Linked DNA regions of Oryctolagus cuniculus: region 2 is linked to region 1. Evidence: chromatin contacts called from public Micro-C data. All regions are on one chromosome and are shown on one strand. Each heading gives the region's core, a stretch centred on a gene start, on an enhancer-like site or on the middle of the called end of the contact. The rest is flanking DNA. Distances are from core to core; before and after follow the strand shown.

Evidence for each region. Hi-C and Micro-C count contacts between places; a contact is called where the count stands out from the background.
Region 2: a Micro-C map of ear pinna shows a contact between it and region 1, with 1.8 times the contacts expected there. The contact joins the enhancer-like site here to the promoter of PPFIA4 in region 1. A contact is called at or near these places in 2 of 6 Hi-C or Micro-C datasets (ear pinna and an unstated tissue).

Annotation. Positions count from the first base shown.
Region 1 is chr13:18,792,887-18,798,663 of mOryCun1.1, reverse strand. It overlaps PPFIA4 (PTPRF interacting protein alpha 4), which reads right to left and starts at 4,135. Exons shown (of 27, transcript XM_070055110.1): 1 at 4,034-4,135; 2 at 3,696-3,860; 3 at 3,348-3,422; 4 at 3,046-3,135; 5 at 2,311-2,502; 6 at 1,953-2,099; 7 at 1,534-1,668. The coding sequence starts at 4,135.
Region 2 is chr13:18,892,025-18,897,801 of mOryCun1.1, reverse strand. It overlaps ADORA1 (adenosine A1 receptor), which reads right to left. Exons shown (of 2, transcript NM_001171073.1): 2 at 1-1,090. The coding sequence ends at 445. Among named protein-coding and RNA genes, the nearest start is that of MYBPH, 11 kb to the left of the region's middle. Within about 2 kb of position 2,786, at least 1 of the 8 cell types and tissues checked has an H3K27ac peak or open chromatin away from gene starts, as enhancers often do. A contact at or near this core is called in ear pinna, where this site is marked.

The DNA of each region.
Region 1 (5,777 bases), core at 2,886-5,385:
CCTCACCACTGCCTCCCTCCCCATGCACACAGACCCCTGGCAGCCCCTCCCACCACCACCGTCCTGCCACAACCAGCCTTAAAACACCCTGGAGCTAACGGCTCCAGGGCCGTAAATCCTCCCCAAGCTTCCAGAAACAACTCCACCTGGAAGCACGAGCTCCCGCCAGCTCCTCTCTGCTTCTCGGAATCGCTTCCGACCAGGAACTGAAGCCAGATGGCCTGGGTCCAGACCCTAACCCGCTCTCTGACCCTGTACACGTGACCGAACCTCATGTGCCCCAGCTTCCTCAACTGGGAAACGGGGAGACCGACACCTACGCCCGCTGGCCAGCTGCAAGGGCGACGCGAAGTAATCCATGGCTAGCACTTAGAGCTCCACAAGCCCCGGCAGTGCCACCCAGCCATGGTCATTACCTTTGTCATTAAACCAGCCCAGGTAGACAGGTCTCCCTTTGTGTCCCGTGTCTGCAGAGACGGAGAGCCCACTGTCTCTGCTGACGAGACACTCCAGACGATCACACATCTTAGTCAGCACACCCTTCCCTAGCACCCCCACCCGCCATGACGCCCTAGGACGCATGAGTCCCTGAGCCTGCCCCTTCCGGGCAGTCTCTGGGGACACTGCAGCCGACTGCTCAGCACCCCACACACAGCACCCTGCCGGAATTAAAACCCAGCCCTCCCTTCCCAGGGGCTGCAAAGCCCTTAGCGACCACCAAGTCCAACATCAGCATCCCTGAGGAAAGGACATTCAGTTTAGTTTAGTGAGGGGGTGACTTTTCCCCGGCCACAGAGCCACTCAGTGTCTCCTGGGGGGACAGCCAGGCCACGGGCCCCAGAGCACCTAGGCTACCACACGGGCACATGGGCCAGCCTCGGTCCTGCACAGCCCCCAGGGCCCGGTGCTTACTAACCACTGGAGTTAGGAGTTAGGAGTTAGGAGTCCTCTGCATGGCTCAGGGTAGCTATGGTGACCCTGCATCAGGACCCCGGAGGCCCCAACCTGCTGAAAACACTCCCAAGTTCTTCTGATGGACACGCCCGTGTCCAAGCGCACGGTGTACCCTACTCTCCGACAGCTTCCTGTGTTGACGGCCTGTGCGCTTTTCAGGAATTACTGAAACGTTAACCCTCGATCTACAGTGCTTCAAATTGGTTTTACAAATAAACGTGCTCGCCTGCAGCCCAGGGGACGTAGAGATGTGGCCCACACCTCCTCTCTGGTTCACCTTCCCAGAGAGTAAAGTCCTCATCTGCCCACGCCAGCCCCAAACAAAAGGAGGAAGGAGCCACACGGTGAGAAGACAACATGAGGACTTCCGCCGGCATCGCCCCTCCTTAGGGGCCGGTCACACCCCCGTGGAGGGACAGGGGTAGGAGTACTCTTCCCACTGCCAGACAGGCAGTCACGCAGTGCGGGTGTCTGGCTCCCGGCCCAGTGCGCCTCCCTCTCCCTCCCCCACTGCCCGTGTGGCTCCAGCAGCGTCCAGGACGCGGGGACAGGGCAGGGCCCAGCCTCGGGCCCACTTGCCTTGGTGAGGGCTGCAACCCTCTGGGCCAGCTCAGCCTCCACTTCTGGCAGCGTCTCCGCCTTGCGCATTGTCTGCTGCAGCCTCTGCTCGGCCACCTCCAGCAGCTCCTGCAGGTGCCGGGCCTTCTCCTCACACTGGGGGGGGGGGGGGGGGGGGACAGGGACGGGGAGGGGTGGAGACGTGACTCAGAATGGAGCACAACGCCCCCCGGCCTCAGCAGAGAGCAGGTGACGGGTCAGAAGCAGCAAGGGACCATCTGGGTCCTCGGCTGTCCAAGATGCCTGACTTCCCCTGCCCCGAGTTGACCTGCAGGACCCCAGGGGCTCCTGGGCCCCCAAGCGACATTTGGCTTTAGCAGGATCACGGGGACCTCGAGGGTCAGGCAGGATGCCCACCGCACCCCAGGGGGAGGCCTTACCTGGCGGTGCAGGGACTCCTTGTTGGCCAGCTCGTTTTCCAGTTTGTCGTTGAGGTCGTGGATGGACGTGGCCTCCCGCTGAGCAGCCAGGTAGCGCTTCTCCAGCGTGGTGATTCGCTCCTCCATGTCCTCTTTCTGGGCCAGAGCCTGGGGGCAGCACAGGGGACAAGAAGGGAGGTCACCAGCCCCTCCCCTACCTCCCCCTCTATGCATCTGCCCCCAACACCGGCCGGCATGATACCCCCCTCATCCCTCCTCCCCACGCCGGACCCGCCAGGCATTGGGTCTTAGCTGCCCCGGCCCTGCCCCGCCCTCCGCCCACACCGTCCTGAGCGCCAATGCCTGCGCCCATGCGCACCTCCCGCAGGTCCCGCTGGTGCTTGCCGCTCAGCTCCTCCGACTTGATGAGGTCCCGGCGGGCTGTGCCCAGGTCCTCCTCAAGTTCAGCCACGGTTGCGGTCAGGGTGACCAGTCGCTCCCGGGCCTGGCTCAGCTCAAAGTTCTGCTTCTCCAGGAGCTCCTGCAGCTCCTCCACCCGGCCCACGCCATCCTCGGGGGACAGTGAGCCATCAGTCTCCAGGGAGCCAGGGTCACTCACTCCCCTGCCCCACCCCGGAGCAGATCAGAGCTCTGCCCCCCCAGACATCACAGCACACCTCCAAGTTCACCTTCCTTCCCCTGGGGGCCCAGGAACTCCCCCTCCACACACACCGCAATGAGCAAACACCCTCGCTCTCCCCTGAATCCTGCAGATCAGCACTTTCTGGCCTTGCCTGCTGTCTCAGTTACCTCTCGTAACCCAGAAAGGGGCCTGGGGGCTGGGGGTGGGGGGACAAAGAAGGAATCCTGCCTGCTGCTGACCCCTGAGCTAGGGGCCCCGCAGAGCAGAGGCGGACAAGCACATGGCATGCCCAGCGGTACGCTGGGCACCAAAACAAAACTCTCTTTGCAGGTGAAATGGGAGGGAGAAAGAAGAAGTGGGAATAGTGGAGAAAGCCTCAAGTTGAATTCAAGCAGTTGCTCTACTGAACTGAGGCAGGGCAGGGCCTCCACTCCGTATTCCTGGGGGGTACGGGCAGCTCCCGGCACCCACCTTCCACAGGCGCTTCGGCTCCATGTCTGCCATCCCCTCCTCTTCTGCAGCTCCATCCCGGACCCCTGCCCCCTGCTGCAGGGCGGACACCTGTAGGGCACATGAGTCCTGGAGGCGAGACCCTCCCACACGTTCCAGACTCTTCTGCGGCCCCACCTCCCAGAAAGAGGTGCCGGTCTAGCCTGGGCTTACGGCCCTCAGCCACAGCAGGGAGAAGCCCAGGGAGGCGCAGAGCCCAGAACTGAAGCAGTCTGGGCGTCCAAGAGCTGCAGGGCGCTGACCAAGGGGCCCAGGCAGTTTACCTGCTGGTGGGCTCCTGCCAGCTGCTCCTCCAAGGTCGTCACTCGCTCCAGGGCTGCCCGGAGCCGCTCCCGCACCTGCCCAAGGGAAGGCGAGATAGAAGAAGGGAGGGGACCCCTCTGCACGCAGGGTGGAGGGGTGGGGCCTGGTCTGCTGCTGTCAGCCAGGGAGGAAAGTGAGAGGCCTCCCAAAGACAAATTTCCATAGGGAACCCAACAGAGGACCTTGAACTTGGGTCACCGGTGGGACGGAGTGGGCTCTGAAGCCAGAGGTTCCCCAAACGCTACAAGCAGACACCTGAGGGAGGGAGGGGAGGCCGGGCGGGCAGGGGAATGTCGTGGAGACAGTACCTTCTCATCCAGGGCCTTGTGGTGCTCAAACAGCGACTTGAGGGCCTTCAGCACCTCCACCTCGCTGGACACGCCCGAAGGCGACTGCGCCTGGCGCTTCACCACGGTCACCCGCAGGGACCGCTCATGCCGGGACACCAGGCATTCCAGATGTTCCAGAAGCAGCTGGCGGGGAGCAAGCGAGGGCCAGAGGAGAGTTGGGAGCCCATGCCCTGGGGGCTGCACACGGGGCCTACCTGCTCACCGAGTGCGCATGAGGACACGCTGGAAAAGAGCGTGCGCGCGCGTGCACACACACACACACACACACACACACACTCCAGGCCACGCCCACTCACCCTGGTGTTGTTCCGCTCTGCTTTCAGCTCCGAGATCTCTTCCTCCCGCTCCAGAAGCTGCTCCCGACACATGCTCAGCTCCCGGGTTAAGGTGGCAAATTCCTGAAAACCCCAAGGTCCCTCAGGGCTTGGGGATGCAGCCTCTGGGCACTGTCCAGCCCACCTGCTGTGGAGGGCTCCTCTCCCTCATCCCTCACCTCCACCCCTCCCCGGCACAAAGCTCCACCCCCACTGCAGGGCCGCAGAGCTGTGGCCAGCAGGTGCTTCCCCAGGGAAGTCCGAGTGCAGACCAAGCATGCATCAGGACACGAGGGAGCCGAGGTAGACACAAGAGTGAGAGTCCCTTCCCCTACACACACTGGCCCTTCCCTTTCTCCTGCAACTCAGCGACACTCGGCTTTAGAAAGTGATGGAGGGGCCTGTGGTAGCAGGGAAAGCCGCCACCTGTGTCGCCGGCACCCCAAACGGGCACCAGTTCAAGTCCCGGCTGCTCCACTTCTGATCCAGCTCCCTGCTAATGTGTCTGGGACAAGAGCAGAAGATGGCCCAAGTGCTTGGGCCCCTGCTGGAGACCCGAATGGAGCTCCAGGCTCCTGGCTTCAGCCTGGCCCTGGGCCCACTGTTGTGGCCATTTGGGGAGTGAACCAGCACATGGAAGAGCTTGCAAACAAATACAAATAAATCTTTAGAAAAGAGAGAGACAGAGGGTAGATCTGCCCCCTGGTTTGGGGAACAAGGTCCAGACAGGAGCGGATGGGTATCAGAGCAAGAAGAGAAGGGAGTTTTGAGTATGGTGTCGGAGTCGGCACCCAAGAAGTTTCTCCCACCTGTCCCCCAAGTTCCGCAGGCTGCGGGCGGCCGACAAAGCAGGCGGAGTGGAGGCCCCTGCCTGATGCCCCAGCTCCGCCCGAGCTTCAGCCCTGGTTCCTGGAGGCCCTGCTCACTCGGGCCAGGGCTACCCCTGATGCCAAAACCCTTGCCCTGACCTAATACCCACGCATCTCGTCTCTCCTCGGCGGGGGGGGGGGGGTGCCCACTGCCCCCCACCTGCCCCAGGAGGAGCAGAGGGGTAAGAGGCTGGCCCCACCATCCCAGGCCCATCCTAACCTGTTCCCCACAAATTCTCCCATTCTAGAACAGCTTCCAGGTGAGGGGCCCACCCTCCGTGGCTGCCCAAGGCCTGCGAGCAACTGGGCAGAGGCTATGGCCCACCCGACACTGCAGCCGCCCTCACACACCGAGGACTCACAACCAAGGGAACAATTCCCAAAGCAACCTCTGCTCGCTGCCAGCAAAGGAGACTGGGAGGGGCCGGCATTGTGGCACGCTAGGTTAATCCTCCACCTGCGGCACCGGCAACCCATATGCACGCCAGTTCTAGTCCTGGTTGCTCATCTTCCAGTCCAGCTCTCTGCTATGGCCTGGGAAAGCAGTGGAAGATGGCCCAAGTGCTTGGGCCCCTGCACCCATTTGGGAGACCAAGAAGAAGCTCCTGGCTCCTGGCTTCGGATCAGTGCAGCTCCGGCTGCTGCAGCCATTTGGAGAGTGACCCAGCGGATGGAAGACCTCTCTCTCTGTCTCTGTCTCTCTCTCTCTCTTTCTCTCACTGTCTGTAACTCTACCTGTCAAATAAATAAATAAAATTAAAAAAAAAAAAAAAAAGGAGACTGGGAGACAAGAGAGGGAAGGGATGAGGGACCAGAGATGCCACAGCGTGAGAAACACGCGACCTCTGACCCCATTC
Region 2 (5,777 bases), core at 1,537-4,036, 100 kb before region 1:
TTGGAGGTGGGGATGGAGGCTCCTTGAGTCCTGTCCCTTAGCTGCTTCTGAGCCCCTTCTGCTGCGCAGAGAAAGCAAGGCCAAGACACCCCCTCCCCACGTGCTGCTCCCCTCCCTCCCGGAGAGCATCCTGTCTTCTGCATCACCAGCACCCCAACAAGCAGACCCCTGCCTGGCGCAGAAGTCCAGGCAGCCTCATCCGCCCACACGGCCCCTCTGCACGCCCAGCCTCCCCGGGGCCCACCCACCCCTTGAACGGGGGCCCTGCTCACTCCTGGGGTGGTCAGGCAGGTGGGTGGGCTCAAGACGCTCCTCGCGCCCTGGGGCGCGGGTTCCCTCCCCACTCCGAGCCCCGGGGTGCAGGGGTGCACTCCTTTGGGAAGGGGCCCCTTGGGGCGGAGGGGAGGGGAGGACCGGCTGGGCTGGAAGAGCAGAGGGCAGCGCCTAGTCGTTGGGCTTCTCTTCCGGGAGGTCCTCGTCGCCGTCGCCGGCGGGTGCGGGCCGGCAGCGGAAGTGGTCGTTCCAGATCTTGAGGAAGGTGACCCGGAACTTGTGGATGCGGAAGGCGTAGACGATGGGGTTCATGGCCGAGTTGCCGTGCGTGAGGAAGATGGCGGTGTAGACGAGGATGCTGGGCTTCTGGCAGGATGGGCAGAAGAGGGTGACACAGTTCAGGATGTGCAGAGGCAGCCAGCTGAGGGCGAATAGGAAGAGGATGAGGGCCAGCGACTTGGCGATCTTCAGCTCCTTGCCGTAGTACTTGTGCGGGTCTCCGGAGGAGGCCGACGCCTTCTTGCTGAGCTGCCGGCGGATCAGGTAGAAGACCTCCAGGTAGATGAGGACCATGAGCAGTAGCGGGGGCAGCACCCACACGAAGAAGTTGAAGTACACCATGTACTCCATGCTGATGACCTTCTCGAACTCGCACTTGATCACCGGCTCCCCGACGCTGCCGTTGGCCGCCCAGGCCCGCTGCACCTCCCGCAGGTTGTTCCAGCCGAACATGGGCGTCAGGCCCACCACGAGCGAGAGGATCCAGCAGCCGGCGATGGCTACCGCCGCCCTGCGCGGCGTCACCACTGCCTTGTACCTGCGGGCGAGGGGCAGAGTGAGGGGCTGCAGCTCTCCGGAGAGCCTCCTGGGCCCCGGTGAGCGGGCAGGGTGGAGGTGGGGGGTGCACGCGTCCACCAGGATCCAGGACAGTGCACCGGCTCCCTTCTCCTGCACAGAGAGGGACCCCGATCCGTGATAAAAATCATGGCTGAAAATAGCCAAGGCTAATCAGGAGTTTTAAGGAAAAGACACGAGTGAAAATTGTTCACGGGTGCTGGGCACTCCCCTCGCCCCGCCCCGCCATCTCGTCGCAGCTTTGTCACGTCCCCGGTGGCTTCTGAAATCTCTGGCAGTGTGAAGACTGCCCATTTGACAGCTGAGGAAACCGAGGCCTCACAGAGACCCATGACGAGCCCAGGGCCCACAGAAGTGCTTCCTAACACCCCGACACTGCCCCACGTGGCCAGGCGATCGGCAAACCACCCCTCCGCTGGGCCGGCTGACACCAGCGTCCTAAGCAAAACCTCCTGCACCCCCTTCTGTTGACTCTGCCCCGTCCACGCCTGCCCATGCCACCGCCCCGTCTCCACCTCTGTCTTTACTCCCATTCCCCAAAAAGGTTGGTGTGGAGACCCCTGCTCTTGGTAGGGTCCTTGCTGTGGAGCAGTGGGCCAAGGCACTGCTTGCAGCCGATGGCTCGTATGAGCACCAGTGTGAGTCCCGGCTGCTCCACCCCCGGCCCAGCTCCCTGCTAATGCCCCTGGGAAAGCAGCGGAGGATGGCCCGAGTGCTCGAGTCCCTGCACCCACGTGGGAGACCTGGATGCAGCTCCAGGCTCCAGGCTTCGGTCTGTTGTGGCCATTGGGTGAGTAAACCAGCGGGTGGAAAGACTTTTTCCTCTCTCCGTGTCTCTCTGCCACTCTGCCTCTCAAACAAATAAAATAAATCTTTAAAAGAAGAAGAACCAGCCCTGCACCCTGGACTGACTGGGAATGATCTCAGGAGAGAAAGATGTTCGCTGAGCCTCTACCGTGTGCTAGAAACTTCCATGCTGTCACGTACCGGCTCAGCAAGCATCTCTCAGGGGCTCCATGGTTCTCTGCCTCCCCAGAGCTCCCGGGGAGAGAGGCAGACAACACAAAAGTCAGGGCTTGAACAGACAACTGCAGGCCCTAATGTGTCCTTCCAGGGAGATAAAGAATTTGTGAAGGGAGGGGCCGTCCAAGCCGCCTCCTATCAGGCAGGGGTGGGGGTGCGGCAGGGGCCCTCCTCCTCATGAGGGAGACGGGTTTTACAGGCTCAGGGGCTCCCTGCTTCCCTTTATACCAACCCGGCCCGCACGCTGCCCTTGGAGCGGGTGCCAAGGGCTGGGACTGCCCAGCCCCACACAGGAGCCGCTGAGCGTGCCCAGTTGTTATTTTCCAGGGCAGCCTCCAGAGATGGACGAGCGCCCTCCTGCCAGGCAAACAGCTCCTGAGCCCCCCGGGGGCTGGATGCCAGAATGCCTGACCGTCTGCTGCAGGCCCCTCATGCCCTGGCCAACAGTGCAGGGGGATAATCTGGAGGGCGGGAGAAGACAGGCGCCCCCTCGCCCCCCCCCCCATAGAAAGAGGAGTGCCAGCAGGGACATCCAGGACCCCGCTCCCCCTCTCCTTATCATTCCAGGGGACTCGGAGACCCTTCAGAGCACTGCCCCCTCCCTACTGGGCCATGGTGGCACCCTTGCACCCCCAGGCCCCCGACCTCAGGAGCTGACCTGTTCCCTCGTGCCTCACGCGTGTTTCTTAGACGCGAGCTGCAGTGGAAGCCGATTCCACCCCTTTCCCATCCTCGGCAGAGCAGCCAAATCCATGCCCCCCATGGCAAAGCACAAGGCCCCCCCCAGCTCAGTGCCCCCTCTGGAAGACGAGACCTGCTGCCCAGGCTGAGGACCCCACGGAACATTGCAGGTGCAGCTGCTCCGGGGGCTCCCCGCTGGTGCTGCTCTGCCCAGCCCTGACCCCTCCACGCCCCTAAATGCACTTGCTCCTGGGAGAAGTCCAGGGTCTCCGGATGCTCGGCAAACACAGCCCAGAGGCTCCCCTCTGGCTTTGCTCAGGACGGGTCCGAGGCTCTCACTCCTAGATACCATCAGGTCCTCCCAGACACTACCAAGGAAGCTCTGGGCAGGCAGGGGGCGCTGTGGCACAACAGGCGCAATGCCCGCGTCCCTGTCAGAGCGCCAGCCCGAGTCCAGGCTCCCCGGTTTCTGACCCAGCTGAAGTAGATGGCAATAAATAAGCACAATGAAAGAGAAAGGGCTAGCGTTGTGGTGGGGCAGGCTGTGATGCCAGCACACCGCACTGGAGCCCCAGTTCCAGTACCGGCTGCTCCACTTCTGACCCAGCTTCCTGCTAAGGCATCTTGGAAGGCAACGGATGATGGCCCAAGTCCTTGTGCCCTGCCATTCACGTGGGAGACCCGGATGGAGCTCCAGGCTCCTGGATTCGGCCTGGCCCAGCCCCATCTGTGGTGGCCACTTGGGGGTGTGAACCAGAGGGTGGAAGATGACTTTTTCTTTCTGTCTCTCAGTCTCTTTCTCTATCACTCTGCCTTTCCAATAAATAAAATAAATCTAGAAGAGGAAGAAGGAGGCAAACTCTGGGTATGAATCTATGGGGAGGGACCAGAGAACGGTGCGTCCTCACCAGCAACAGGTGGAGGGTGGGGCCAGGTCCCAGCTCCAGCTTCCTGCGGCCAGCAGGGTTCCAGCAGGAGGAAGGGGGGGGGGGGGGCAGGCATCCTGTCCTCCCCACGGCCCATCACTTGTCTCCTTGGCATCACATTTGCCACGGACACAGCCCTTGCTGGGTGTGGTCTCAGGTGGCCGTACCCAGCTGTGCCGCACCAGGGAGCCACTCCCCAGGGGCTGGGACCCCGGGAGCAGCCCTGCGGCCTGCTGCAGGGCCCCAGGGCAACTGTGAGGCCTCAGGTGTGGAAGAGCCCTTGCCTGGGAGCTTTACCGTGGCCCTGTCTGGGTGCCGTCCAAGGAGGGCACTGGCCCGACCCAGGGGTGGGCCAGGAGCCCCCAGGAGCTGTCGCCCAGCCAAGGACCTGCATCTGGGTCCCCATGGCCTATGGAGGATGGGGAGGGAGACACCGACGGGGTCTTGGGTGGGGGAAGGAGGCAGCTTTGGGCTGGGGAGGGGCCTCCTCCTCCCACCCTCCCCTCACCCTTCCTGACTGCCTGGAGCCCTGGGGTTAAAGCTTTCCTGGGGCTCCTCCAGAACCTGGTCCCAGCAGACCCTGCAGTGCACGGTATCAGCTCCCATCTGTTTTTCTTGCTATTTTCTCCTTGGTGGGAAAGGTCTGGAGCCAGGACCTTGGCTGAGGTGGGGCTGGCTCTCACAGGAAGGGCCCAGGGCAGGGGAGAGACGCACCTCTCCCCAGACGTGGGAAAGGGAAGCAGAGGCTGCACCTTCCAGGCATGCACCGGAGTGGGGGCAGGAGGCAGATGCCTCCCAACCTGCGGCCCAAGGCCTCACCAGCCCCAGCGACCGAGGTGGGACAGGGGACTACTGCTCTGTTTGCAGTGTGTGAATGCGCCTACCAGCCAGTATCTTCTTATTGATGATGGCAGCATGGGAAGGTGGGGCACCTGGTGAGCTAGGGGGCAGCGGGGACCCCGAGAGCGAGAGAGATGGCAGAGGGGCTGCTGCTGAGCTGTTAGAGCTGCCAGGGCGGGCCTGGCTCCACAGAAGGGATGTGGCACCGTGTGCGGTGCACATGCAGCTCCCGTGTCCAAAGAGGGCACAGCAAGGCAGCCGTGGGTTCCTCCCCGACACCCTGGCGGGGCTGCTGCAGGAGGGCTCAGATAACGGGCAACTGCTGGACAGCAGCGAGATGGCATTCGCTCCGCTTTCCCCCAGACTTTACCTGTGCCTTTCTTATCCCCATTCCTAGCTCCAGCAACTGAGAACCAGAGAGACAGGGCAACACGCCCAAGGCCACTCAGCCCGGAAGAAGCAGAGACAGAAGCTGCGAGGCTGAGATGGGACCCAGTCCAAAGCCTGCACTGGCCCCAGTCCCGCCACTCAGGGAGACGGAGGCCTGGAGCAGGAGGCAGGAGCCGTGGTTGGGGTGCTTGAGACAAGCCTGGCCAGCACCGGCAGACCCCGGGACCACGTGGCCTGCTTGTTCTCTCTGGTGGCTACCGGCTGTCTAGGCGCCGCCCCTTTCACTCAGGAAGCAGACATTTCAGGTGCCAGGGCCCCGAAGCTCTGGTTTGGGAACACGGAAGAGAGCAGGCGCTCCTGCCAGCATCCTTTGTCCTGGAGGCGGGAGACAGGCGGCAGAGATGCCAAACACAGGCTTAAACAAACCAGATCAATTCAGAGGAGGGATGCAGGGGGTCCTGGGCCAAGGCGGGCAGAGCGGGCAGGGCCCCTCCTCTTCCTTCTCCAAGGAGACAGCAGGGCGGGAGTTATCCAGGGGCCAGCCAAGCAGGAGTCCAAGTGCTGGGGTGGGGTCTCAGGGAGGAGGGCCAGAGCAGCCCCCATAGACACCGAGGTCCTGGGGAAGCTATTTCAGCGAAGGAGCCGCACAGCCCACCTCCCTCGGCGGTGGAGCCATCTCGCCCCTCCTCGCTCGTGAGCCAAGGGCCCTGCGCTGGGGGCAGCAGATTTCTAGGGGAGAGGGGAAATGGGGGGACAGTCGCATCCCCCAAGGCTCCTGGACCCCTTCCC